4 separate regions of the Mus musculus genome follow, and regions 1, 2 and 3 are each linked to region 4. A link is a contact called in public ChIA-PET and promoter capture Hi-C data. All regions are on one chromosome and are shown on one strand. Each heading gives the region's core, a stretch centred on a gene start, on an enhancer-like site or on the middle of the called end of the contact. The rest is flanking DNA. Distances are from core to core; before and after follow the strand shown. Region 1 overlaps Rps6ka5 (ribosomal protein S6 kinase, polypeptide 5). Region 2 overlaps Rps6ka5 (ribosomal protein S6 kinase, polypeptide 5). Region 3 overlaps Ttc7b (tetratricopeptide repeat domain 7B). Region 4 holds the start of Nrde2 (nrde-2 necessary for RNA interference, domain containing).

Region 1 (6,010 bases), core at 1,523-4,022, 480 kb after region 4:
GCAGTCAAAGAACCCCAGAGTAGACATTCTATGGGGATTCTATGTAGGATTAAAAATGTATAGTAAACACTTAGTGTAAATCTGTTTTATGGAGTCTTGGCTGGCTTGGTACTCACTATGTAGCTCAGGGTACCCTTGAATTCCTAACAGTCATCCTAACTCAGCTTTCTAAGTGCTATGATTATAGGTGTGTGTGCCATCATTCTCAGATTAATTTTTCCCCCTAAAGCTGTGCTAACGTACAATAATCAGTGGTAGATTTCTAGGGTAGAAAATTCAAAGGCAGCAATTTGTGTCTTAGACTAGTGAAAACAGAGCTGTGTGTTCCTGGAGAAAGAAACAAATAGGACTTGGCTTTGCCTACAAGAATGCTTGCAGACTTGCAAACCTCTTAAACTTGTCCTGAGATGTTATCATTTTAATTTGTCTACCTGTTCAAACAGATAGATGAGAAATGGGTAATAGAGAAGATCTACAGTCAAAGCTTTTACCAGGGATTAGAATCTCAGATAGTTTACAACCAAGAAACATCGAATGTCCAGTTCTGAGAAATGCTGTATAATCTATTATACTGATATAATAGATACTGCAATATATACATCTTTCTGATACACTATTAATGGCTTTGGAGAAGTCCAAACAGCAGGAAGCTACAAACATGGGAAGCATGGTTTTAGAAAACTTGCATCCTGTTTTCAGGTGCACAGTATGGGGCCTGCGGGTACTCTCAAACTGTTTCTGCCTTTAGTCTAAGAAACTAAGAAAATAATCCTTTACTCCACACAGTGCTCCTAAATGAGGAAAGATTGAAGCTTCTCCTAGGATACAGGGTCTCAACTATGGCCTTATAAAAACAGAATGAAACAAGCAAACAAAACCAAAACAAAACAAGCTTAATGGTACAACATCAAACTGTAACAGTAAAAAGAACCCCCATAAAAATCCAACACTCCTCCATTTGCTCACTTGCTGTAGAATTCTCTGCTTTTAACATCATATCTCCCCTGAACCAGTTGAGAATACTGTTCTTTATTCCTAAAACTTTCCAGAGACATTCTCTCACATAACCACATCATAAAAATACCATTGCTTTATCTAGACTTCCTGCTCAAATTTTGTCATTTGCCCAGGATTCTTTGTAGTGACTTTATTCCACTCTAAAATCCAGCTCAAGATCACACAGCTCATTGGAAATTACATAAGACATGTGTGGATGCTTCCATCATTCTTTTCTTACTCCTGACATCTTTGAAGAGGATACATCCTGAGTGTACACAAATCTTCAATGTAGATTTTATATGATGTTGTCATGGTCATATGAAAGTAATAAACTCCTCAAACAAATGCCAATGGATGACGCCATCTTCTTAGGTCACATGGGAAATACAGATGAGTTTTCCTAACACTAGAGTTAATTTTGATCATGCCATTAATTTAGTCATTGAAGTGTTGATTGTCAGTTTTCTCCACTGTAAAGTTACTATGTTTTTCCTTGTACTCAACTGGCAAACCATGAAGAAATGAACTGAGATTATGCAAAACTATCCTGCTTCTCACTAAACTACCACCCACTCATTTTAGTGTGGAGTGATGATTTTATAACTCTCTTTCCCTCTCTATGTCAGTATTATTCCACAAGGGAAAGCTTTGCTTCTGCCCCCATTACACTTTCTTCTTTATACCACAACAAGATGTTCTAGTTCCATCTTGTACTTTTCTCAACTTTATTTTGATAGTTAATCTGATGGATCACTATCTGCCAGCGATGGCACTAAGCACTTTACAGACATCAAATCATTTAAGTCAAACAGCTCCAGAAAAAGTGGGCTAGCCGAGGGCTGGGGAGATCAAGAATTGCACCTGACACTTTCAGTTAGGAAATGCCGAAATTGTTTTCAAACAGAAAAAAATTTAAACAAAAAATGCATGTTTACAGAGGAGTGGGTAAATAATTTAGCTCGGTTACAGTGCGGGTAGGACAGCAGAATAACAGGAGATTGGTAGGAGAGGAGACAGGATGTCAGAGTAGTCTGAAAACCTGACTATAGAGTTAAGAGTATGTCATGGTTACTCCTGATTGGCAATAAGATTGAATTGAGATTGCACTAAAGCCCCCCCCCCAACCCCGTATGTCTATGCAGTCTAATTATTAACAGTTTAACAATCAATTGATAAACTCAAAAATCCAAATAAACTGTAGAAAGATGGTGCAGGGTGGGGCCTGATTAGAGGAAATGTGTTGCTGTGGTCAGGTCTTTGACAGGTATATCTTGGCTGTGGCCCCTTCCTGTTACTGTTATGTTTCCTGGATGGTGTAAGTGAAGAGTATTTTTCTAGCATGCCCTTCCACCATGGCGTTAAGCCTTGCTACAAGCCAAGACACAGCGGAGTTGGCAAACTATAGGGTAAAATTATGAGTCAAAAAAAAAAAAAACTTTCCCTTTTGAATTCAGTCATTTGTCACAGAGACAAAAAAAAAAAAAACCCACAATTCTATTTAACATGCATTGTTCTGTTTCAAGTATATGAAAGTGAGTGAGCTTCTTTAAGCAATGGAGTGGCCTAAGTGTGATGACAGGGTAAGAAGGCTGGTAAACTGGGAAAGATAAAGAAAAGTAACAAAAATAGACATTGCAGTTGTTTTCCACAATCTGTTACTAAAATAAATGTGCTTGTCCTGATGCACCAAAATAACCCAGGAGTTGGACACACAGATGCCACATTATCTCGTTAGAGGTCAGCCATCTCACTCAAGTCACTTCATCTGCATCACAAAGGCGATAAGAGGGGTCCTATTCAATCCTAATCCAATCCCTAAGGGCTGCCTGCAAAGGCCTATGAGTTGCTATACTGAAAAATACCCAAAGTGGTGCCTGGTGGCAAGTAAATACTAAAGCAATCAAAAAGCGACTGTAAAAACAGTTGCCACATTCCTATCACACCCCCACTCTTTTGTGATTCTGGAGGAAGAAATCTAAAATTCTCTGGCTTACAGACAACCTGCATTCCCATTCTTATAATATGTAGAGTAAGAAATGTTCTCAAAATATACTTTATTTATCTAGCTGGGCAGGTATTTGGTAGCTCAGATACCTAAAACTACATTGCTGAGTCACAAGATATTTGCATATTAATTTAGTAAATACTGCCCATTTTTATTAAGTTGCTGTGGTTGGTAAGATGGCCCAGTGGCTAAGAGTAGAGAGTGTCCTTTTTTTTTTTTTTCTTTTTTTCTTTTTTTCGAGACAGGGTTTCTCTATAGCCCTGGCTGTCCTGGAACTCACTTTATAGACCAGGCTGGCCTCGAACTCAGAAATCCGCCTGCCTCTGCCTCCTGAGTGCTAGGATTAAAGGCGTGCGCCACCACGCCCAGCTTAAAGATGTTATAGTTTTGTTTTGTTTCTTAAAGATATACAGACACACTGTAGCTATCTTCAGACACACCAGAAGAGGGCATCAGATCCCATTACAGATGGTTGTGAGCCACCGTCTGTTGCTGGGGAATCGAACTCAGGACCTCTGGAAGAGCAGTCAGTGCTCTTAACCCCTGAGCCATCTCTCTAGCCCCTGAGAGCATCCTTACAAAGGACCCAAGTTCAGTTTCCAGCTCCCACATCGGGCATCAGAGGTCCACTCCAGCTCCAGAGGTTGTCAATCCCTCTCTGAACATTTTGGACACTAAAAGTCATTTATATTCAACAGTGTGTCCAAAAAACAAAATAAAACAAACCGAAACCCCTATAACTCTTAGGTGTCTTAATTTCTTTTCCTATTGCTGTGATAAAATACTTTGATAAATGCGACCTTAAGGAGAAAGGGTTTATTCTGGTTCACAGTTCAAAAGTGCTCGCTACCGTCTGTAGTGGGGAAGTCAAGGTGACAGCGCCTGGTCACACCCCATCCAATCACGAAGCAGAGGACAAATGCACACGGCTGCTCAGCTCACTTTCTACGTTTATATAGCAGTCTAGGATCCCATGCATGGAATGGTGCCACCCACAGTGAGTGTGTGTGTCTTCACATATCAGCCTAAGCAATACAACTCCCCACAGGCATATCTGGAGGCTCATCTCTCAAGTAGATCCTGTTAAATAGGCAACTTGCACTAACCATCACAATCAACGTCCTTATTCACTGTCGATCTATGACGCAGTCCCAAGTTACAGGTAATTTTAAGTAAATCTGCGTTTGTAGGAATTGGATCTGATAAATTTTCAGTGAAGTCGGGTAAGCTGTTGCAAATGGACAGAAAGACAGCGATGGAGCTTTAGGTGTAAGAGATTCTATGAAGGCTCCTAGAAGGTAAGTCTTTAAGATTCTTACCCAAAGATAAACTCTGAGCTACAGTGCTAATCAACCTGGCTGTTGCAATACTGGCATAATGCCATGGGGGCAACATGCTACCTTCTGGTAGATGGAGAAGCCTACCCCACAGGACAGTACTCTCGTCTAGGACTGTAAGCCCAGCCGCAAAACCAATGTATGAATGCCATAGTCCAAAGGGGAGAACTTACTATTATTATTTTGCTAAACAAATATAGTAAGAACTGCCTTTTATAGACTTATCTTTGTACTCATAGATGAGTGCAGCCTTCAGCAGAGGCCCTTTTTGTGGTGGTTAAAATACTAGGATTCATAACTGGTTAAAAGTATGGAGAATAAGTGACTATGGAGTGCTCAGCTGTTAAAGGAAGTGCATATCACATATACACAAACCCTCAATATTAAACGAACACCATAGAAGGGGCAAAAAGAATTTAAGAGCCATATTGGGGAAAGCTGATGTAAAACATCTTCTGAACAGGACATGCCTTCTATATAAACTCACTGCAGCTGAGGTTCCCTGTACAAGATCAGAATCATCAAACTTTCATCGAAGAAGGAGGAAGAGTTTATGAGGCCTCACACCTCCCGGAAGGATTACAAAGTTAACAGTGGCTGGAGGAAGGAGTGTCACTCTTTGGTGGTCTAAAGCTGCCTAGTGAGTGACTAGGCAGGCTCATGCAGAAGTCCTGCTCAGGTACATGGGTAACATGCCTAGGGAGACAAGACTGTAGGAAGGGGGCTTCCTGGGAAGAAGAAGGATTCAGTGAAGCAGCTGGGAAAGTAAAGCAATGGGGGAGAGTAACTAAAATTCAGTGTACACCTTAGAAACTGTCAACATCCACAACAAACCCTTCAAAACAAGTAAGTAACCACAGTCTACAGGCTTATTCTGAAAAACAGATAAATCAAACTTTTCCAGGGTTTATTAAACAGAACCACCACTGCAAATAAAGTCTCTTGCTGTGAATAACAAACATATAGTATTTATCCACTTGGTATATTTCAAAACTAAAAGGTCCGATTCTGCCGTATTTGTAACAACCTTTTCTCTGGAATTGCCTGTCCTGCTTGTGCAGGAGCCGTATTAGCCTCTGTACGCTTCCATTTTAATGTGTGTGCTGCTGAAGCAAGGACCCTCCTGGCGCTCTTACTCTCCCTGACGAGAAGCCCTTGTTGGAGCAAAGGGGGTAACTCTCTCTGATGAAAGGGAGCTGACATCTTTCTTTGGTAGAGCACACTCACAGGTTTCCGTTTGTACACACTACCTAATGTTGAGTACTGCTGGACTACAGAACGGCTCCAGTGCAGTTTCCACTGAGGATGCAGTGCAAGAGCCACAGGTGGAGCCCACGAGCTGCTTCGGAGCTGGCGTGCTCACAGCTTCTACAAGCCTACTTGTGGGAGGGCAAGCACAGAGCTGACAGGCAAACTACAACCTCCTGCTTTCAAGGAAAGTCTCTCTTCTGCTTTCAGTCTCCAGTCCCACTTGCTTTCCTTTCTGTTTCTAGTTTTGTATGCCCACTCTTCATATGATGACACCTTGCAGCTCGTCAAACCCGCCACAGGGAGCCTTCTCTTGTGAATCAGCTGTATTTACTTAAAAGAAGGAATGTCTGACAGCAGTTCCTGTCTGTTCTGTGACATCTGCTACTACAATGCACAATGAACCATTGTTACCATCTCA
Region 2 (6,133 bases), core at 2,752-5,251, 510 kb after region 4:
CAGACACTCACAGCCAACCATCTGACTGTGCCCAGGACCCTAATGGACAAGCTAGGGGAAGGACTGGAGGAGCTGAACGGAATTGCAACCCTGTAGGAAGAACAATATCAACTAACTTGACCACCCAGAGCTCCCAAGGACTAAAACATCAACTAAAGAGCATACATGGAGGAAGCCAGGACACCAGATACATATGTGGCAGAGGATGGCATTATCTGACATCAATGGGAGGGGGGAGGAGGCTTAATGCCCCAATGTAGGGAGATGCTAGAGGGAGAGACGGAAGTGGGTGAGTGGGTGGAGGAGCACCCTTATTAGAGGCAAACGGGAAGGGGAAAAAAGAGGATGGTATGGGGGGGGGGTATGTGGAGGGGTAACCAGAAAGGGGGATATCATTTGAAATATAAACAAATAAAATGATTAATAAAAAAAAAAGAAAGTCTGCTTCCTCTTTCCTATCCAGAGCTACCCATGAGTTCAAGCTAAATATAGACTATTCAGACACAAGCTTGCTTAGGCTCACCCCACTCACCAGTCTTCTCTACTCTTGCTTTCCTGAAGCACTCTCAGAATAAATCCTATATACTCAAACTCCACCCTGGGCTCTCGCTAGCTACAGTGATTTCATATGGCATCAATAACAAAAATTGTTATTTATACTATGAAGGCAAAGTATCTCAATACTTTTCATATTGTACAAAACATCATAAGCAACCTCTAGGAATTATATACACACTGTAAGCTTACTACACACATGCACACACACACACGACATACCCTGATGGAGTTTTCAGAACCCGGGCCATTGGGTTACGACATATTACAGAGTACATTATTTAGGTGGCTCACAGGATGTAGGGTAAGCAACCCAAAGAGTCTCTACCACATATATCATTACTTCCACAGTACAACTGGCAAAAACTGTTGGTGACTAATTGGTATCATCCACACAGGGAACAATGTGTATTTTAAGGAGAGCCCCAGTGAGGAGGATGGGAAGAGGTGGTCCTACTCATTAGACACTACAATGAATAGTCTAGATTTCCACACTTAGCCTCATTTCAAGGTTTCACAAACCTTATTATTACATGAAAATCTGTTTCACTACATTGTGAGCTTTTTAAAGTAATTTTTTTAAAAAATCAACTACTCTATTCCAGCATTTAATTAATTAATTAATTAATGCCAATAAGTGAGTGAATGAATCTAACAAGTAACAGAAGTGGACTGATAATTTTTGGGTAGAAAATTATTATGATCTAATTTGTACTTTAGAAAGATAAGTCTTGCTATGGACAATGGACTGGCAAGGGGCAACTTGATCCCAAGTGCTGTGGTGGCTGTAGGTCCCTGTTTCTGAATCCCTCTAGGGGTCACAAGTCAATTCTGGGCAATGGTAGGCAGGTGCTACACCCCTGAGCTATACTACCAGCCCTCTTTTAACTTCTGAGGTAAGAGCTCACTAAAATTACACAGGCTGGCCTTGAACTTGGGATCCTCTGAACTTGGGCTGCTGCTGATGATGCTACTTCCTGGAGCAAGAGAACCTGGGAGTTGAATGTATCAAGCGATCTGAGCATTTTAGCACTTGTATGGATATATATCTTAGAATGTATCTGCTAGTGTCCACAATACACTGTTTGAGATTTTATTATACTTCAGAAGTCCAATTATTAAATAGTTAGGGAAAAAAGATAAAGAATGCATTCTTTTTATTTGACATGAAGGCAACATTCAAACCCATGTTTTAAAAATGTTAATAGAATTTTCAACTTGCAAGCATTTCATTTATAAAATATTGTTCACAGTTGTATTTTTATTAGAAATACTACTTTGTAAAAATGCTAACAAAGTAAGCAATTATATGAAGTAACTGATAATCTCTCCTTACATGGAAGGTCTAAATAATTTTATTTTTCCAACCTAGGATATAATTTCACTATGGATTTCTGACTCCGTATCTGACCTCTGAGAAATGATAGGTACTCTAACACCCTACTGTACACACAGCTAAGCGCCATGTTTCAGACTTCAGGAGAAACTAAAAGGAAAAGATAATAGAGAAGAGTCTAGTTTATTTCAAAGTTTCTAGATTGTGAAAGTAATCAGCAGATTAGTAACAGACTAAAGAAATCTCAAAAAGAAACCAACCAGCCTCCAAGTAAAGAGTTAAGAATATCACATGAATTTAAATATAAGATTTAAAGAGCCTGGGCTGGTCTTATAGAGCAGGCCTATAACACAGATCCTCAGGAGGATTCCAAGTTCAAGGCCACCTTAAACTAGAGACTGACTTCAAGGCTAGCCTGTGTAATTTAGTGAGCTCTTACCTCAAAGCAGAAGTTAAGAGGGCTGGTGGTGTACCTCAGGGGTGTAGCACCTGCCTACCAGGCACAGGGCCTTAGGTTCAATCAGCAGTAAAAGAACAAAATAGCAGAGCCTCTGAATGTTCAAACATTCAGCAATGCCACATTTCAGCAATTCGATGAACAAGTTTTTCTAGTTCAGAATATATATAAATTAATTTATCAGAAAAGAGTTTTAAGTTTTACTTCCTAAGAAAAACCTTACATGACACACAAAGACACATGATGAAGTTCTTCTATTATTCTAAGTGGTGCTGGAAAAAATTATCTTTTTAAAAAGGTAATAAAACCGAAAGATTAGTGGTGAAATTTTGAATAAAAATTGATTTTATTATATTCATAATGAAACTGTCCACCTACTCCATTTAGTCATCAAAACTTTGATTTTAAATTCAGAAATGTCTACAGTGACAGTTCTTAGTTACCCATCTTTCTTAAGAGCTGCAGTGTCACAGAGAGAGAGAGAGAGAGAGAGAGAGAGAGCATCTGTGGCTAACAATAGACCCACTAAGGCAGGAGGGGAACAGAAAAGGAGATGGTTGGACAAGTTCAACAAGACAGAGACACAATTACTCCCCTGAGGGCCGCCTTCCAGGCCTGTGAGCAAACACCCAGAGGCAAGAGGGACATTAATCAAAGATCAGATGTGCTGAAAGCAGCCCAGGGTTTGGTTCTGCAAACATTAGACACGATGCTCACATGTGAAACAGCTTCTGGCTTCCCCTCATTATACTCCCCTGGCATGTTCTGGGAATCAAGGTATTAGTATCCTGAGAAAATGAGTGGGAGGAAAGAACTTCATTCTATTCTGAGTTTGTAGAACTTAGAACTATCTTTAAGATCTGGTAACAACTTGTTTTTCAAACTGCACCACACAGCTTCCACTTGGAAGACCGTTGCTTACTGACCACACTAATGGTTACAGGGCCATGCAGATTTTCTTGTCTCATTTTTGATGTAAGTTTGGTAATTTGTTTAAGACAGGGTCTCTGTACTGTCTTGGAACAGGATATGTAGAGTGGGCTGGCCTCACACTAAGATTGAGTGCCAGGATTAAGAGCATGCACTATCACACCCAGCAGTATGATTATTTATACACTTACGATTCATATGCACTTTATAGCATGTACCTCAGAAAATGAGTTCCTGTCACCTCTGAAATCATGTAACTTTTGTCTAATATTCCAGCTGTCTTAATTTAATTACACAAATGAGATATTATGGCCTTACATAAGTAATACTGTTTATATTTTATTTCCTCTTAATCCTTTTTGTATCTCAGAAACTCTCCTGGCATAATTTTTCTTTCCCCTAATAGCTCATCCTTTGCAATGTGAGGAACTATTGGTGTGAAACATATTCAGCGTTTATATGTTTAAAGTATCTATTTGGGATTGGAAAGATAGCTCAGTGTAAAGTGTCTGCTGTCACACGCATGAAGATCTGAATTCGATCCCCAGAACTTACATAAAAAAGCAAAGCATGGGTACACTTGTCACGTCTGTACTGGGAAGGCAGAGACAGGAGGATTCCTGGGGCTTGCTAGCCAGCCAGCCGAGCTTCATTACTGAGTCCCACACCAGTGAGGGATCCTATCTCAAAACACAGCGTGGACTGTAGCTGAGGAACTACAGCCAAGATTGTGCTCCGGCTTCCATATGCACAACACACATATACCTACATGCTCACACACACATGCTCATAGACACTCATACACGTACATACATATATAAATCTATTTTGTCTAAACCTCCGGAAAACAGATCGGCTAGAGACACAATTCTAGATCAACAGCCATTTCACTGTACAATCTGCAAAGATCTTTCTATGGCTGCCGTTGAAAACAGCAATTATGATTAAATTAAAGTCGCTATGGTCCACACAATCAACTGGCTGGGACTCATGGGGCCAGCAGAGATCAGGAAGCTGGTAGGGTTTTACCTAGGTTCTCTGCATCTATGTTATGGTTGAGTAGCTTGGTGTTCTTGTAGGAATCCTAACAGCAGGAGTGGGTGCTGGCTCTGACTCTTGCCTACTTTTCCTCCTAACTGGGCTGCCTCATCCAGCCTTGATAAGATGTTATGTGCCTGGCTGTATCTTAGCTTGTTATGCTTGTTGGCATGTCCCTGGGAGGTCTGCTCTTTTCTAAGGGGAAGCAGAGCAGAGGTGGATCTGAGAGCGTGGGGAGGTGGGGGGAAGAAAATAGGGGAGAGGAAACACTGTGGTCTAGATGTAATATATGAGAGAATTTTTAAAAAAAGAAAAACAATAATTGTTCTTTATTTTCAAAACATATCTCACTGCTGCTTTTGGGTTATCTCTATGTCCTTATGTTCAGCCAGCTTCCTTCATTTATTTACAGAAGAACTTTTTACTTGCCTGCTGAGGATTTTCTGTTTCCTAATTCTCAGAATTCATGTTTAATCAAACTTCAAAATACTCAGCTGTCATCTCTTTAAACAGGTCTTTCCTTATTCTGTTATCTCTTCTGCGGGCAGACAACTGTTACATCTTCTTTGCTTTGACCTCACTTTTTATATATGTTCATTTCCCTCATGATATGTTATTATGCATCTTTTGCTCAAATCTATCTTCCAATTCATTCTCTTTACTTTTATCTCATCTTCAAGTTAAAAATCTACAGTTTTTAAAATTTGAATAATTTTTTTTCTACTTTTTTTTTTTGGCGGGGGGGGGGGGGGGCGGTTCGAGACAGGGTTTCTCTGTGTAGCCCAAGCTGTCCTGGAACTCACTCTGTAGACCAGGCTGGCCTCGAACTCAGAAATCCACCTGCCTCTGCCTCCCAAGTGCTGGGATTAAAGGCGTGTGCCAACACCGCCCGGCTTTTTTTCTACTTATAATAGTAGCACTGGTAAAATAAATAGTATTCTGCTGGTCTATACCTTAAGTAGACGTTTAGAAAAATTATTTTAAATTTGTGTGTGCATGTACATGTATGTGTGTGTGTGTGTGTGTGTGTGTGTGTGTACAGGTGCACGTAAGAGTCCAGAAGAGGGTATGAACCCCCTGGAGCTGGGAGTACAGACAGCTGGGGGATACTTGAACTTAGGCACACTGAAAGGACAGTAAGCACTCTTAACTGCTGGGCCATCTCTCCTGCCCCATGGTCTTTGGGGAGGGGGGAGGGGGGAGGGGAGGAAAATCTGCATAGTAGTTTGTTTAGCATGTCTTGTTCATTGACTCATTCTTTCTTAGTCTCTCTCTCTCTCTCTCTCTCTCTCTCTCTCTCTCTCTCTCTTTTGAGATTGCCTAAACTGACCCTGAAAACGCAGTCTTCCTCTCCTCATTTCCCAAGTGCCAGGATTATAGGCATGTGCCAAACCCTGATAGCATGTTTTGTGTTTTTAAAAAGATTTACTTATGTCTATGAGTATTCTGCCTGCATGTACATATGTATGTGTTTGTTGTCTGCCTTTTGAGACAGGGTCAAATCTATGTAGCTCTGGCTGTCCTGGAATGAATTATGTAGGCCAGGCTAGCCTTGAGCTCAGAGATCTGCCTGACTCTGCTTCCCAAGTATTGGAATTAAAAGTATATACCACCAGACCCTGTGAGGGGCAAAAGAAGCTTTAGTATTGTGCTACCGTATGCATAGTAGCCACAGTTAAAAATAATAATGTATAGCCGGGCGTGGTGGCGCACGCCTTTAATCCCAGCACTCGGGAGGCAGAGGCAGGCGGATTTCTGAGTTCGAGGCCAGCCTGGTCTACAGAGTGAGTTCCAGAACAACCAGGGCTACACAGAGA
Region 3 (5,950 bases), core at 3,009-5,508, 350 kb after region 4:
CTTAGAAGTTTGTAAAGAAAACAAATTTCATGTAACACAGGAAGTCAGGTGGCCTGCGGTGGCTTCCCGTGTCAGAAGAGAAGGAAGTGATGTCTGCAGAGGGCCCAGAGACACTGAGGGTAGCGCAGACAGCAAGGGCTGAAACCCCAGAAGGGGAGAGAAGGACAGGCAACAGGGAACACTGTTGTCACAGCTTTCTACAGCCAGTGTGCACTTCACAAGGGCAGCATGTCTCAACTGAAGCTGGCCCCATTTCAAGTGGTCAGTAGCTACCCATGGCTGTCAAAATGGGCAAGGTGGGACCACTGTGAAAGTGTATCTCACAATATTCATCTCTAGCTATGCCTATGACTCCAAAAAGATGCTTAAAAGAATTATTAGCAAGACTGCCAGAGTAACAAAATGTGGGATATATTTACTTTTTTTTGTTTGTTTGTTTTTTTGTTTTTTTGAGACAGGATTTCTCTGTGTAGCCCTGGCTGTCCTGGAACTCACTCTATAGACCAGGCTGGCCTCGAACTCAGAAATCCGCCTGCCTCTGCCTCTCGAGTGCTGGGATTAAAGGCGTGCGCCACCACGCCCAGCATATTTACATTTTTTATCTATAAAGATATACACAGAACAGAATCTTTTGCTTATTAGTTTGTTTTTAAACAACCCCCAAAACTCCCCACCACCACCGTGTAAGCTGTCTTGCAATCTGTGATCCCTTTACTCGGCCCCCATTGCTAGGATCACAGGAGTGTTAGTGTGCAGAAGGCTAGCAGAGCTCAGTGGTTTTCACTTTGGGTTTTTTTTTTTTCTTGTTTTTGTTTTGTTTTATTTTGTTGTTTTTAAAATGGGGTCTTTACTATATAGCTCTGGCTGAATACATGTCACTATACAGACCAAGCTAGTCTTGTCTGGAATTCAAACTCACAAAGATCCTCCTGCCTCGGCTTCCAGAGCACTAGAGTTAAAGGCATGCACTACCATGCCTGGCCCCAAATCCTTTTATATTACTTACAGGGGGGAAAGTAGAACTTTCTCTTAAAAGCTACAAGTTTTGATGTCAGGATATTTATTAACTATAATAATGATAAGATCACTGATCATCAATCTATGCCAACCCTTTTCTGTATACTTGGTTTTTATGGTACTGAGAATCAAATTCTGGGCTTCAAGCTTGCTAAGCAAGAGTTCTACCATTGGACCCCTGTATATTTTAAGGAAAGGGGGAAAGAAAGAGAAAATACAGTGAGCCCTAGATTTGACCTCAGCCTCAGTTCCCAGAGGCGCATTCTAAGAAAGCATCCTGTGCACCCACACTGATGGCTCCTCTCACTGCTTTCCCACAGCCACACCCATCTCCCTGCTGCAGGGCCTGCGGCAGAATTCCCAGACCTACAACAGCAGAGGAGGACCTTAGCTACCTCTTCTCACTACGTGACCTCTGACAGCATCAGTCCTCCATTTGTTAAATGGAGGCTACACCTCAGGGAGAGAGTAGGACCAGACTGGTGAACCCAGTGGGAGGGCACCAGGCTGAGGGAAAGGAATGGCACACTCTCACCAGAGTCAAGGATGAAAAGGACAGAGAACAGTGGAGAAGGGGGCAGGAAGGTTACAGTGTCCTAAGATCTGTCAAAGAAGAAACAGGCTTCCACTAGCAGGCGCTTTCTCACTATACCTGGCCAACAGAGCTTATGGTCTGACTTTAGTTTAGCATGCTACCAAAATCACTTCTCAATGTCTTTTACTCTCTAGGTTCCCTTTTTAATCTGCCAAAAAAATTATGTTTTCTTTGTCCTGGGGGGGGGGGGGGCAGTTTCCTGTCACTCATTCTTCCAGCCAAAACAGAGAATTAGACATCAAGAGCTCTTGCCAAAATACCTTTCAGAAACAGACTCAGCCCTAATACTCAAGGGGTCCTGGGTGGCTGGACTCTACCTGTACTTGCCAGAATCCCATGGATCCCCAGTTCACAGTCTACCAGCAGGAAAAGATGCAGTCATCATTACACCAGCTCTTAGTGCCGGAAGTATCTGGCTACATGCTGGGACAATGAGGCAAAAAGGAAGAAGGAACCCCAAGCCATGGGAATATTAATTTCAGATGGATTAAAGAATTAAGTAGAAAGAAGAAAGGATCAAACAGACTTTCACTCCCCCAAGTGTGGACCTATGGAGACTAACTTTCTCCCCCTGGCTTAGTCACAAAAACAACGTACAGAACAGAAACAAGCTCAGAGACCCTTAGAGAAAGCTAACAGACACAGAGCTGCCTTCAATTTCCACTTGTGACTTGGGAATGGCGGCCTGCCCTTTGAGCTCTGCCCACAAAAGCCTTAGATCTGAGCATCTTCCTGTCCCAGAAAGTACTCCCCAGGCACTGTGGAAAGCACAGGCAGGGTCTCCAGCTACACAGGGAGCAGCCACCCTGCAGATTGGCCAGACCTTCGGCCTCCAGGACAGAGAAGCCCAAGCAGCACCAGGTGGAAAGAGTCTCAGGCTTAGGCAGCCTGGGGCCAGAGTCCAGGCTTACTGGCTGTATGGGACAGAAGACTCACCTAACCTCTCTGAGCAGTGGTTTCCTCAGCTGGCAATCGTAAGAATCACACAAGAGATGCAATATAGCACGTAGCAGGTGCTAAGCAACACTAGCTACTAGGACTGATCTTTTCTTTCATGAAGGACCTACTACATCCCAGAATAGTAACACTGGAGACGGAAAGCTCTCTAAATCCACTCCTTGTGCACCCGGGGTCTGCAGCATTATCAGAGTAAAGAAATAGTGGATACCGCTGACTATCAGCCCAGCCATACCAGGCTCTTACTAAGCACGAGGCCATGTACCAAGCAATTCCTGAAAGCAACATTAAGCTGTTGAGACTATCACCATTGCCATCTCACACAGAGAACAGGCAGCAGAGAGAAAGTACATCCTGGAGCTGGGCTCTGAACCCAGACAGTTCCTGACACCCTCTCTCCCACATGCCAGGCACAAACCATCCAGGCTTTGGCATCTAGACATGGTCAGCCTTCACTCCAGCCCCTCAGGCTCTAGGCTGCAGATTCCACCTGGACAGGTGGTTTTGGAATCCTCTTCCTGCCCCATCGGCTTGGACTCTGGGAAAATCCGAGTGAGTAGGGGGTGTGAGGGGCCTGAGTCAGACTGGTTTGAAAGTGTATTCCAGTAACTGAAACAGAGCTAAAGCCGGAGGTGAACCATCAGCCAAACGCTGCCAGAAAAGAGGGCAGATGTTAGCCTCAGTGGATGGACCCAGGGCCCTGGTTCAGCTCTAAACAGAAAATCTACAAGTCCTATGGCCACCACAGTTCAGTGCCTGGAGCACTTGGCTCTTTGGTACCCCAAGGAAGAGAGGGAGGGCTGTAGCCTTTGTCTGCCTCAGAGCAGCTCCCTGGTAGGCTAAGCAGCTGGTATGCAGAGATCTGATACTGAAAAAAAAGTCAGGTTTCTTCTCTGTTTTGTGGAGTTCTTGACACCAACACAGAAATCTCAACCACCCAGTTCATATGTCACTTAGCTCTATTCAAACCATTCCTGGTGTGGCTGTGACCCAAGAGGGGAAAGACAAGCCTCTATTCAAGAAGAGCTGGTTCTGCAGCATCATCCCCTTTGTCACACAGCTGAGACAGCTGGGTTCTCTGCTTCTCCTGTGTCATGTTGGTGACACCCCCCCCCCATCTGGCCTTTTGTGACAGGTAATGGTATTTTCAGCACCTGTGATTCCCCCAACTCCTAAGTGTTCTGATAAGACACAAACAAGTAGTATTGACAGGAATATAAATCGGCAGGAGTGCCTCCAGGGGCAATTTAGCAATTTCTATATAGTAGTTTATAGACCTGTATCATCTGACTCAGGAATTCCAGGTCTAGGAACTTTTCCCATGGATCTTTGCATCTTTGAGTACAAATGCATAGTAGAGACAGTTTCCTATACACAGCTCTGCCTGAAATGGTAAAGAACAGAAAACAATACATATAGGGACTTGTTTGATGAATGTTGATGTGTCCAATGAAACATAACGCATCCATTAGACAAATTAAACAGCCAGAATTATTTAAGCACATCTGTGTCACCTAAATATATGAATGCGCCCTGTCTTCAACAAACTCTCCAAGCTGAGCAACAGGATAATGTAAGCTATGATAGACACAGAAGCTTAGAAAGGGGAGGACTCACTTCCTCTTCCATCTGACTAGCTGTGGTTATCAGTGGACTTCCTCTTCCATCTGACTATCTGTGGGTATCAGTGGACTTGCTCAGGCCTAAGTTGATCATTCAAGAGCAGCAGGCACCAGGCCCAGCCCTGTGGTCACAGTCTGCTGTAAGGCATTGCATTTTGAGCCAGTTTGTTACATAGTAACAGCCAATAATCTCAAAGACAGAGGGTTAAAAAAAAAAAAAGCAAGAGAGAAAAGAGGGTGTATAGAATGGTATTATTGTGTGGAAACAGCAAGAGGCAGAGAGGGAGGCAGTGAAGGGAGGAAGAGGAAGATGAGGAGGAAGAAGAAGGAGGAAGGAAGAAGAGGAAGAGAAGGGAGAAGGAGAAGGAAGAAGAGGAAGAGGAGAAGAAGGAGAAGGAAGAGGAAGAAAAAAGGAGGAGGAGGAATGGGGCCTGAGAGACAAGTCTACCATCTTGAGTTCAATTCCAGGGATCCATGGAAAGGTGGAAGAAGAAAGCCAGCCCCACAGAGTTGTCCCTTACCTCACATGGATACTATGGCTCATGCATGCCCCTCCTCCCAATAAATAACATTGAAATTATACATATGGACAGGCTACTTTAGACTCCCCATATAATGTCCCAAGAGTGGCTGTACTGGTAAAGGGCTGCGAGAAGGCAGACAGTATGGGGTGAGCATTCATTCATCTTGTACTCTACAGAAGATCCCTCATTTACAATGAACTTAATAAGTTTCCAACTTTATTTTTAAAGATTTATTTATTTATTATATGTAAGTACACTGTAGCTGTCTTCAGACACTCCAGAAGAGGGTATCAGATTTCGTTACGGATGGTTGTGAGCCACCGTGTGGTTGCTGGGATTTGAACTCGGGACCTTCGGAAGAGCAGTCGGCGCTCTTAACCACTGAGCCATCTCGCCAGCCCAGTTTCCAACTTTATAATGGTGTAAAATAAAAACCAATACTCTAGATTGTGAATATCTTTTCCAAGTTTACTACTAATGTAGAAAGGACTCCCTCAAAATGTTTGGGTGGCTTTCCATCATCCTTGCAAGCACATCACCCATGTGTGCACCCAGGTATTTGTGTTGGGTGATTTTTCTCTAACTGTGAGGTAATCTAAGTGCTATCAGGCTAAGAAAGCTATGACTCTTGGCCCACTGAGTCTACTAAATGCATTTTCAACTAACACTACTTTCAACTTATGCAGGGTGTGATGGCTAAATTTACTGTCAATTTCACTAGATTTAAAACCACCTAGGAGACACACCTCTGGAGATATGTATGAGGACATTTAACAGAGGTGTGAGACTACTCTACCAAATTTACCAGAGGAAGAAAGGCCTTCCCTGAACATGGGCAGCACTACCTTATAGTCTGTATCCTAAACCAAATACTACAAAAGGCAAGAGGAAACGGTCTGCAGAAAACCAGCATTTGCTTCTCTCTCTCCAACCTGATTCTCTGAGACATGAACAAGTGTCCACAGCCAGGCAGAGACTCTCCAAGGAAAGGGTTCTTGAGATAGTGACAACAGAGTCAGGAAGTCAAAGATCTGTGAGAAGGGCATTCCAGAGAGGGGAGGTGTCAGGTGGCATGGTCTAGGACCCGAGAGAAAGCTGTGCCCTTGGACAAGCTCAGTGCAAAAGTCTTGGAGGTGTGTGAGCAGTGGATGACATGCCCTGACTTGAGTTTCTGAGAGCTCCTCCGTCTGCTGTGTGGCAAGTGGACTCAGTGAGAGGACCGAACAGGACTAGAT
Region 4 (6,225 bases), core at 422-2,921:
TCCCAACACTAGGAAGGCAGATCTCTGTGGGTTTCTGGCCAACTCTCTGTCTTAGTCAGGGTCTCTAGTCCTGCACAGACATGACCGAGAAGCAAGCTGGGAAGGAAAGGGTTTATTCAGCTTACACTTCCACACTGCTGTTCATCACCAAGGAAGTCAGGACTGGAACTCAAGCAGGTCAGGAAGCAGGAGCTGATGCAGAGGCCATGGAGGGATGTTTCTTACTGGCTTGCTCAGCTTGCTCTCTTATAGAACTCAAGACTACCAGCCCAGGGATGGCACCACCCACAATGGATCCTCCCACCCTTGATCACTAACTGAGAAAATGCCTTACAGCTGGATCTCATGGAGGCCTTTCCTCAAGGGAGGCTCCATTCTCTGTGATAACTCCAGCTTGTGTCAAGTTGACACACAAAACCAGCCAGTACACCCCCTCTCTCAGAGAGAGAGAGAGAGAGAAGACAGAGAGAAAAGGAAGACAGAGAGAAAGAAGAGAGAGAAAGGAGAGAGAGAGAGAATTCTGACTTCTTTTGGATCCCTATAAGCAAACCAACCGTAAAGAAAGCTGAACAGTAACTCATAGTTAAATAATATATAGTTAATTTTCTTAACTATATTTTGTTTTGGTTTGGTCTTTTTTGAGATTAGGGTCTCTCTATGTTGTGGCCCAGGCTGTCCAAGAATTCACTACGTAGATCAAGCTGAGCTTGAATTCAGAGATCCACCTGCCTCTGCCTCCCAAGTGCTGAAATTAATGGTGTATGCCACCACTGCCAGCCCTTCAACTTGACCGTACACTTTCAGTATTAGATGTATTTTCTGCATTTACCTGCCATGGTTAACTTCATTATAGCTGACACTTGTCTTAGCATTTAAAATACGCACCCAGTTCTCTAATCCCATGCTTCTCTTCCACAGCCCCTTGAAGGTCCCTGAATTCTTATCTATACAAATCATATCCTCTTGAAGACCATTCCAAAATTCTGAACGTTTCATTTTTATGGTTGACTGTGGCTCATCTATGACATTTGTAGCATACTACCTTATACTGATTTGTTGCTGTTGTTACTTAGTTTCGTTCATGCAACAGGTTGCATTATCAATCCTGACACACTTATTGAATACGTCTATATTTTGGGCCTGTGTTTCTAATAAGTGTGCTACAATGAATAGACAGTCTCGGAATTTGTTGACGGTTACAATTTAGTAAGGAAAAATCAGAATTACGCCAACCACAATTGCAAGTATTTTAAGAGGGTTTCTTTTGCAATGGAGTTGTATCATTGCAGCTTCTAGGAGAATGAAGTCCAAAAATACGGTAATGTTAGCGCCAGACATCATCGTAGGCTTAGTTTCCCCTCCGCTTACTTGACCACCGTAGCGCCTGAAAGAGCCTCTGGCCCTACACTTCAGACAAGACCCAGAAGGCTTTGCAGCGCCGCGGAGAACTCTGGGATACAGGTGGATAAACAAAGCAAAGAAAAAAGGCCATGACCCAGGCCCGAAAATCTGCCATTAATTTAATGGATGTCTTTTTCGACTCTTTTGGGGTGCTTACCTTTCCTGAATGCCCCATCACCGGAGGCCTCACTTACGTCCGCAAAAGCCGGGAACAGCGCCATGATCACAGGCCGCACTACCACTCCTGCCTCAGAAATGGCGCCGTCTGGAGAGCTCTGGTTGGAGGACGGTGACTCGCGAGGCACTCTGGGAAATGTAGTTCTTCCTGCACTCTTTAAGGCTTAACTCCTGGGCAAGGCGGTGCGGAGACCCAAAGGGTAGAGAGGGGAGGAGGGAAGAGGGTGAGATTGAGGAAGAACAGTTTCCTTGTAGTTAGTGCCCTCCGGCTTCACTGAACAATGGACAAGCAGGAACCGGAAGAGGAAGTTGGGAGGGGGGAAGGTGTGGAAACTGGAATTCAGCTCCTCTGGTAAAAGCACATTGCCTCCTTTAAACTGGATCAAAGTAATCAAATTCTGTAAGATTCATTTTCCTCCTCTGCAAGATTGTGTGTGTGAGTGTATGTATACGTACACATATACATGTACAAATTGCAATTGTTTCACCCATAAGAAGCATTTAAAAGGTGGCTTTAAACTGGGTGTGGGGGCAAACCCCTTTTAAGTCCCAACACTCAGTGGTAGAGGCAAGTGGATCTCTGTGAGTTCGACACCAGCTGGTCTACATAGTAATTTCCATGAGAGTCAGAACTGTATAGAGACGATGTCTCAAAAAAAGCCAATAAAAAGAAAGAAAAGAAATGAAAAATTAGCTTCTATGTGAGATGTGACAAGTTCCACGGCAAAATGTAAGTGATCCAAATATAAGTTGTCATTTTAAATACCCTAGGAATACAGAAGAGTACAAAGTCCCAATAAGATAAAGGTCTTTGACAATAAATGCATATACTTACCTATAAAGTATTTTTGAGATTCCCCTACCAAAAAAAAAAAAAAGGTTGGGTGCAGGAGCCAATGAAATGGCTTAAATAATAAAGGTACTACCAAGCAAGCATGGATACCTGAGTTTCATCCAGGCTCCACAAAGTTGTCTTCTGACCTCCAAGTGCACAGGGCACCACAATAAAATAAAGTTTAGAAAAAAAAAAAAGCTAAACCCAGAGATGTGACTAATCATCTAAACAAAGGAATGGATGGAAACCTATCCAAGCAGCTCCGTGTACCATGTAAACTGTGTGTACCATGTAAACTGTGTGTGTCCAAAATAAATGTCCAAGTTTTCAGGTCCCTAAAAGTACTTGGAAAAAGGAGGCCAGTAGAATCCACTTGTCTTCAACTGTAAATCTCAAGTTCCGCCAAACCTGACAGGAAGTTATCTCAGTTGATTAAATCAATATCTGCATCAGGGCACGATGATGCTCACCTTTAATCTCAGCACTCTGGAGTCAGAGGCACTGGCACTCACTCTGTGAGTTTGAGGCCAGTCTGATCAACAAAGCAAGTTTCAGGACAGCCAGGGCTACACTGAGAAATCCTGTCTGTCTTAGTTAGGGTTTTACTGCTTTGAACAGACACCATGACCAAAGCAAGTCTTATAAAAAACAACATTTAATTGGGGCTGGCTTACAGGTTTAGAGGTTCAGTCCATTATCATCAAGGTGAGAGCATGGCAGTATCCAGGCAGGCATGGCACAGGAGGAGCTGAGAGTTCTATGCCTTCATCCAAAGGCTGCTAGTGGAAGACTGACTTCCAGCAACTAGGGTGAGGATCTTATGCCCACACCCACAGTGACACACCCATTCCAACCAGGTCAAACCTATTCCAACAAGGCCACACCTTCAGATGGTGCCACTCCCTGGTCCAAGGATATACAAACTATCACACTGTCTCAAAACAAAACAGAAAACAAAACTAACTAAAATGGTTACAGTCTTTCCCCAATGTTTCATCTCTTTCTATTCCAGAAAAATAAGAATTAAATGTGAAAGGCTTCAAAAAAATTTTGAAAGCCATGATAATGTATTGATAACAAGGAATCTTGCTGTAGTGGATATTTGTGTATTTACAAACATGTAAGAGACTTTTCGTAAGCAATTCATAAGGACAACTTAATATATAATCAAGTTACTGATACAGATTTCTAAAGTTTTGTTTTCTGGGAGGATTTTTACTTTTTTAAAATTTGTGTGTGTGTACGTGTGTGTGTGTCATTATGCTTATGTGGCAGGAGCTGATGGCCACTGAGACATCTCACCTGCCCTGTCTTTTGGTTTTAGTTTTGTTTTTGTTTTGGTTTTTTTTTTTTTTTGTTTTGTTTTTAGATAGATCTCAGTATGTAGTACAGGCTCAGACTCTTTATCCTCTTGCCTTTCTCTCAATTAAAACAAAACTTCACTTTTAGTGTAACATACGAGTAAATTTTGCAAAGGTTTAGCAGACACAGACATTTGTATGGAGTGTGTAGCTTTCACCCTAACAAATGTTGAAAAAACAGATTCTCTATGTAGCCTAGGCTGTCCTGGAACTCTCTGTGTAGATCAGGCTGGCCTCAAACTCACAGAGATCTGCCAGTCTCTGCTTCGCAAGTGTTGAGATTAAAGATATGTACCATAATGCCCAGTACATTTTGAAAACGTACAGAATTAATTTTCAGTGTAGCTGCCGCAGAGGCTGGAAATCCTGCTTGGTCTCCAATGTTTCTATGTGATCCTTTCCTGAAAAGCTGTGCTGACCTTTGGTTTAAATGATCAACGTTCGAGTGGTAAAGGCCAGTGCTTAAGAATACTTGCTGCTCTTACAGAGGACTTGGGTTGTTATTTTTGGGGTTTTTTTTTGTTTTGTTTTGTCTTGTTTTTGTTTTTGAGACAGGGTTTCTCTTTATAGCCCTGGCTGTCCTGGAACTCACTTTGTAGACCAGGCTGGCCTCGAACTCAGAAATCCGCCTGCCTCTGCCTCCTGAGTGCTGGGATTAAAGGCGTGTGCCACCACGCCTGGCAGGGTTGTTATTTTTTTTCAACATTTGTAAGGGTGAAAACTACGTGCTCCACACAAATGGGCATAGGACTAAATTTGCTATGGCTGTGATTGCCAGACCTTTACAAAATTTGCTACTAGGTTAAACTAAACGTTACGTATTGAACTAGACCTGGTGGCGCACACCTTTAATCCCAGCACTTGAAAGGCAGAGGCAAGTGGATCTCGAAGTTGAAGGCCAGCCTGGTTCTGCAGAGTGAATTCCAGGACAGCCAGGGCTACTTGGAGAAACCCTGTCTCAAGAAAATAGGAAAGTTTTGAATATTCTTTTCTGCCTAGAAAACCCATCACAAAGGACGTGAGAACCACTGACTTCACTGATCCTTACTCTAGCTTCCACGTGTAAACTCTGGGTATTTCCAGGGCGGGTGCCAGGGATTTCTCAACATAAACCAGAAATGGTTTCAGATCACCGATTGGCTCTATGGATATATGGCTAAGGGAAGAAGTGCGGTAGTTATTGTTATCAAGACCTCTGAAACCCATGACATCACATAGGTGACAGCGAGACCCCCATACCTGTTGCCAAGGCAGCAGCCACCATATTCACAGAATCCACTTGGCTCACCTCCCACCTTTACCTGTGACTATGTCACCATGCATATATAGAGAAAGGCCCCTCTGATCTCTCGATCTCTCTCTCTCTCCTTCCCTCCCCCCCCCTTCTCTTTCCACTGCCACTTTGCCCTTCTCTCTCTCAATAAACCTCACGTGGAACTGTTTGGCCTGGTGTGGTCTTTCTGGAGCTGGGAGACGATCACAACACTAGTAGCCACCCAGTGTGCGTGCAGAGTACAATGGCCCAGAAGATGAGGAAACTCAGCCAAGCAGAGAAAAAAAAGGAAAGGCCAGGTTCGAGTTGAAGAAGACCCCAGTGGTTTTGAACTGCTACTTCTTGATGCCCCTGGAACCCAGCCTCACTTCTGTGTGTTTGCTATAGAAAACCACCGAATATACTTATTTTTCCCATTTGGGGAATCAAATTCAAGTTCACTTTCTATCACTGCAACCCAAGGGTCTTAGAAACAGAACAAGTGAGTAAATTTCCACATGCTGGGTCATGGTCCCAGAATCTGGTCCTGTTCCCGGTCAGTTGGAATGATGACCTCTAAGCTGGTCTACTCAGGCTAGGCCAAAATCAGACTCCCTTTCATCTTTCTGCAAAAAAGAATCCACACTAACTCAGGGAAACTGGAGGAACAGGTCTATCTGCCCACTCCATCCTAAGGAATTTTTTGTTGGTCCCTATGAAGAAAACAAAAATATGCCCTTGGGAAACCAGAGCTAACAGCAAGAAAATAAAGGTCTGGATCTGTTTCAGCATGTGGAGGGGAGTGGGGGCAGGTTGAGGGTGGAGGGGAGTGGGGGCAGGTTAGGGGTGGAGGGGAGTGGGGGCAGGTTGGGGGTGGAGGGGAGTGGGGGCAGGTTGGGGGTGGAGGGGAGTGGGGGCAGGTTGGGGGTGGAGGGGAGTGGGGGCAGGTTGGGGGTGGAGGAGATTTTGCTTCTTACCTAATTTGTTTTCTTTGGAAGCAGTGTGTGTGTGTGTGTGTGTGTGTGTGTGTTTGGTGGGGGGTGGGTCTAAGATTGAAAAGTTGTGGGTTTTTTTTTTTTATTCAGATTTATTCTATTTTATACAGATGTGTCTGACCTGCTCGTTTATATGTGTACCACATGTGTACAGTTGCCCATGGAGGCCAGAAGGAGGCATCAAATCTCCTGGATTTGAATAGC

What was found. Promoter capture Hi-C pulls out the DNA fragments that hold promoters and counts their contacts. ChIA-PET counts read pairs in DNA pulled down with a chosen protein or histone mark.
Region 1: an RNA polymerase II ChIA-PET map of memory CD8 T cells shows a contact between it and region 4, with 9 read pairs. The contact joins the enhancer-like site here to the promoter of Nrde2 in region 4. A contact is called at or near these places in 6 of 39 promoter capture datasets (the 3T3-L1 cell line, the C10 cell line, hematopoietic stem and progenitor cells and 2 more) and 6 of 115 datasets of contacts at active chromatin or transcription factors (astrocytes, bone marrow-derived macrophages, effector CD8 T cells and 2 more).
Region 2: a promoter capture Hi-C map of the HPC-7 cell line shows a contact between it and region 4, with 2.8 times the contacts expected there. The contact joins the enhancer-like site here to the promoter of Nrde2 in region 4. A contact is called at or near these places in 5 of 39 promoter capture datasets (the 3T3-L1 cell line, the C10 cell line, the HPC-7 cell line and 1 more) and 2 of 115 datasets of contacts at active chromatin or transcription factors (bone marrow-derived macrophages and large pre-B cells).
Region 3: a promoter capture Hi-C map of the HPC-7 cell line shows a contact between it and region 4. The contact joins the enhancer-like site here to the promoter of Nrde2 in region 4. A contact is called at or near these places in 20 of 39 promoter capture datasets (the 3T3-L1 cell line, 3T3-L1-derived adipocytes, the C10 cell line and 11 more), 7 of 484 Hi-C or Micro-C datasets (B cells, bone marrow-derived macrophages, cerebellum and 4 more), 22 of 115 datasets of contacts at active chromatin or transcription factors (DN3 thymocytes, T-cell acute lymphoblastic leukemia, bone marrow-derived macrophages and 15 more) and 3 of 9 other capture datasets (adipose tissue, embryonic stem cells and liver).

Annotation. Positions count from the first base shown.
Region 1 is chr12:100,634,164-100,640,173 of GRCm38.p6, forward strand. All of the region lies in intron 3 of Rps6ka5 (ribosomal protein S6 kinase, polypeptide 5), which reads right to left. Among named protein-coding and RNA genes, the nearest start is that of Rps6ka5, 88 kb to the right of the region's middle. Within about 2 kb of position 2,773, at least 35 of the 459 cell types and tissues checked have an H3K27ac peak or open chromatin away from gene starts, as enhancers often do. A contact at or near this core is called in effector CD8 T cells, embryonic stem cells and memory CD8 T cells, where this site is marked.
Region 2 is chr12:100,666,285-100,672,417 of GRCm38.p6, forward strand. All of the region lies in intron 2 of Rps6ka5 (ribosomal protein S6 kinase, polypeptide 5), which reads right to left. Among named protein-coding and RNA genes, the nearest start is that of Rps6ka5, 56 kb to the right of the region's middle. Within about 2 kb of position 4,002, at least 15 of the 459 cell types and tissues checked have an H3K27ac peak or open chromatin away from gene starts, as enhancers often do. A contact at or near this core is called in the HPC-7 cell line, where this site is marked.
Region 3 is chr12:100,501,398-100,507,347 of GRCm38.p6, forward strand. All of the region lies in intron 1 of Ttc7b (tetratricopeptide repeat domain 7B), which reads right to left. Among named protein-coding and RNA genes, the nearest start is that of Gm36375, 9.1 kb to the left of the region's middle. Within about 2 kb of position 4,259, at least 57 of the 459 cell types and tissues checked have an H3K27ac peak or open chromatin away from gene starts, as enhancers often do. A contact at or near this core is called in B cells, the HPC-7 cell line, T-cell acute lymphoblastic leukemia and 3 more, where this site is marked.
Region 4 is chr12:100,157,982-100,164,206 of GRCm38.p6, forward strand. It overlaps Nrde2 (nrde-2 necessary for RNA interference, domain containing), which reads right to left and starts at 1,672. Exons shown (of 14, transcript NM_001290303.1): 1 at 1,559-1,672. The coding sequence starts at 1,622.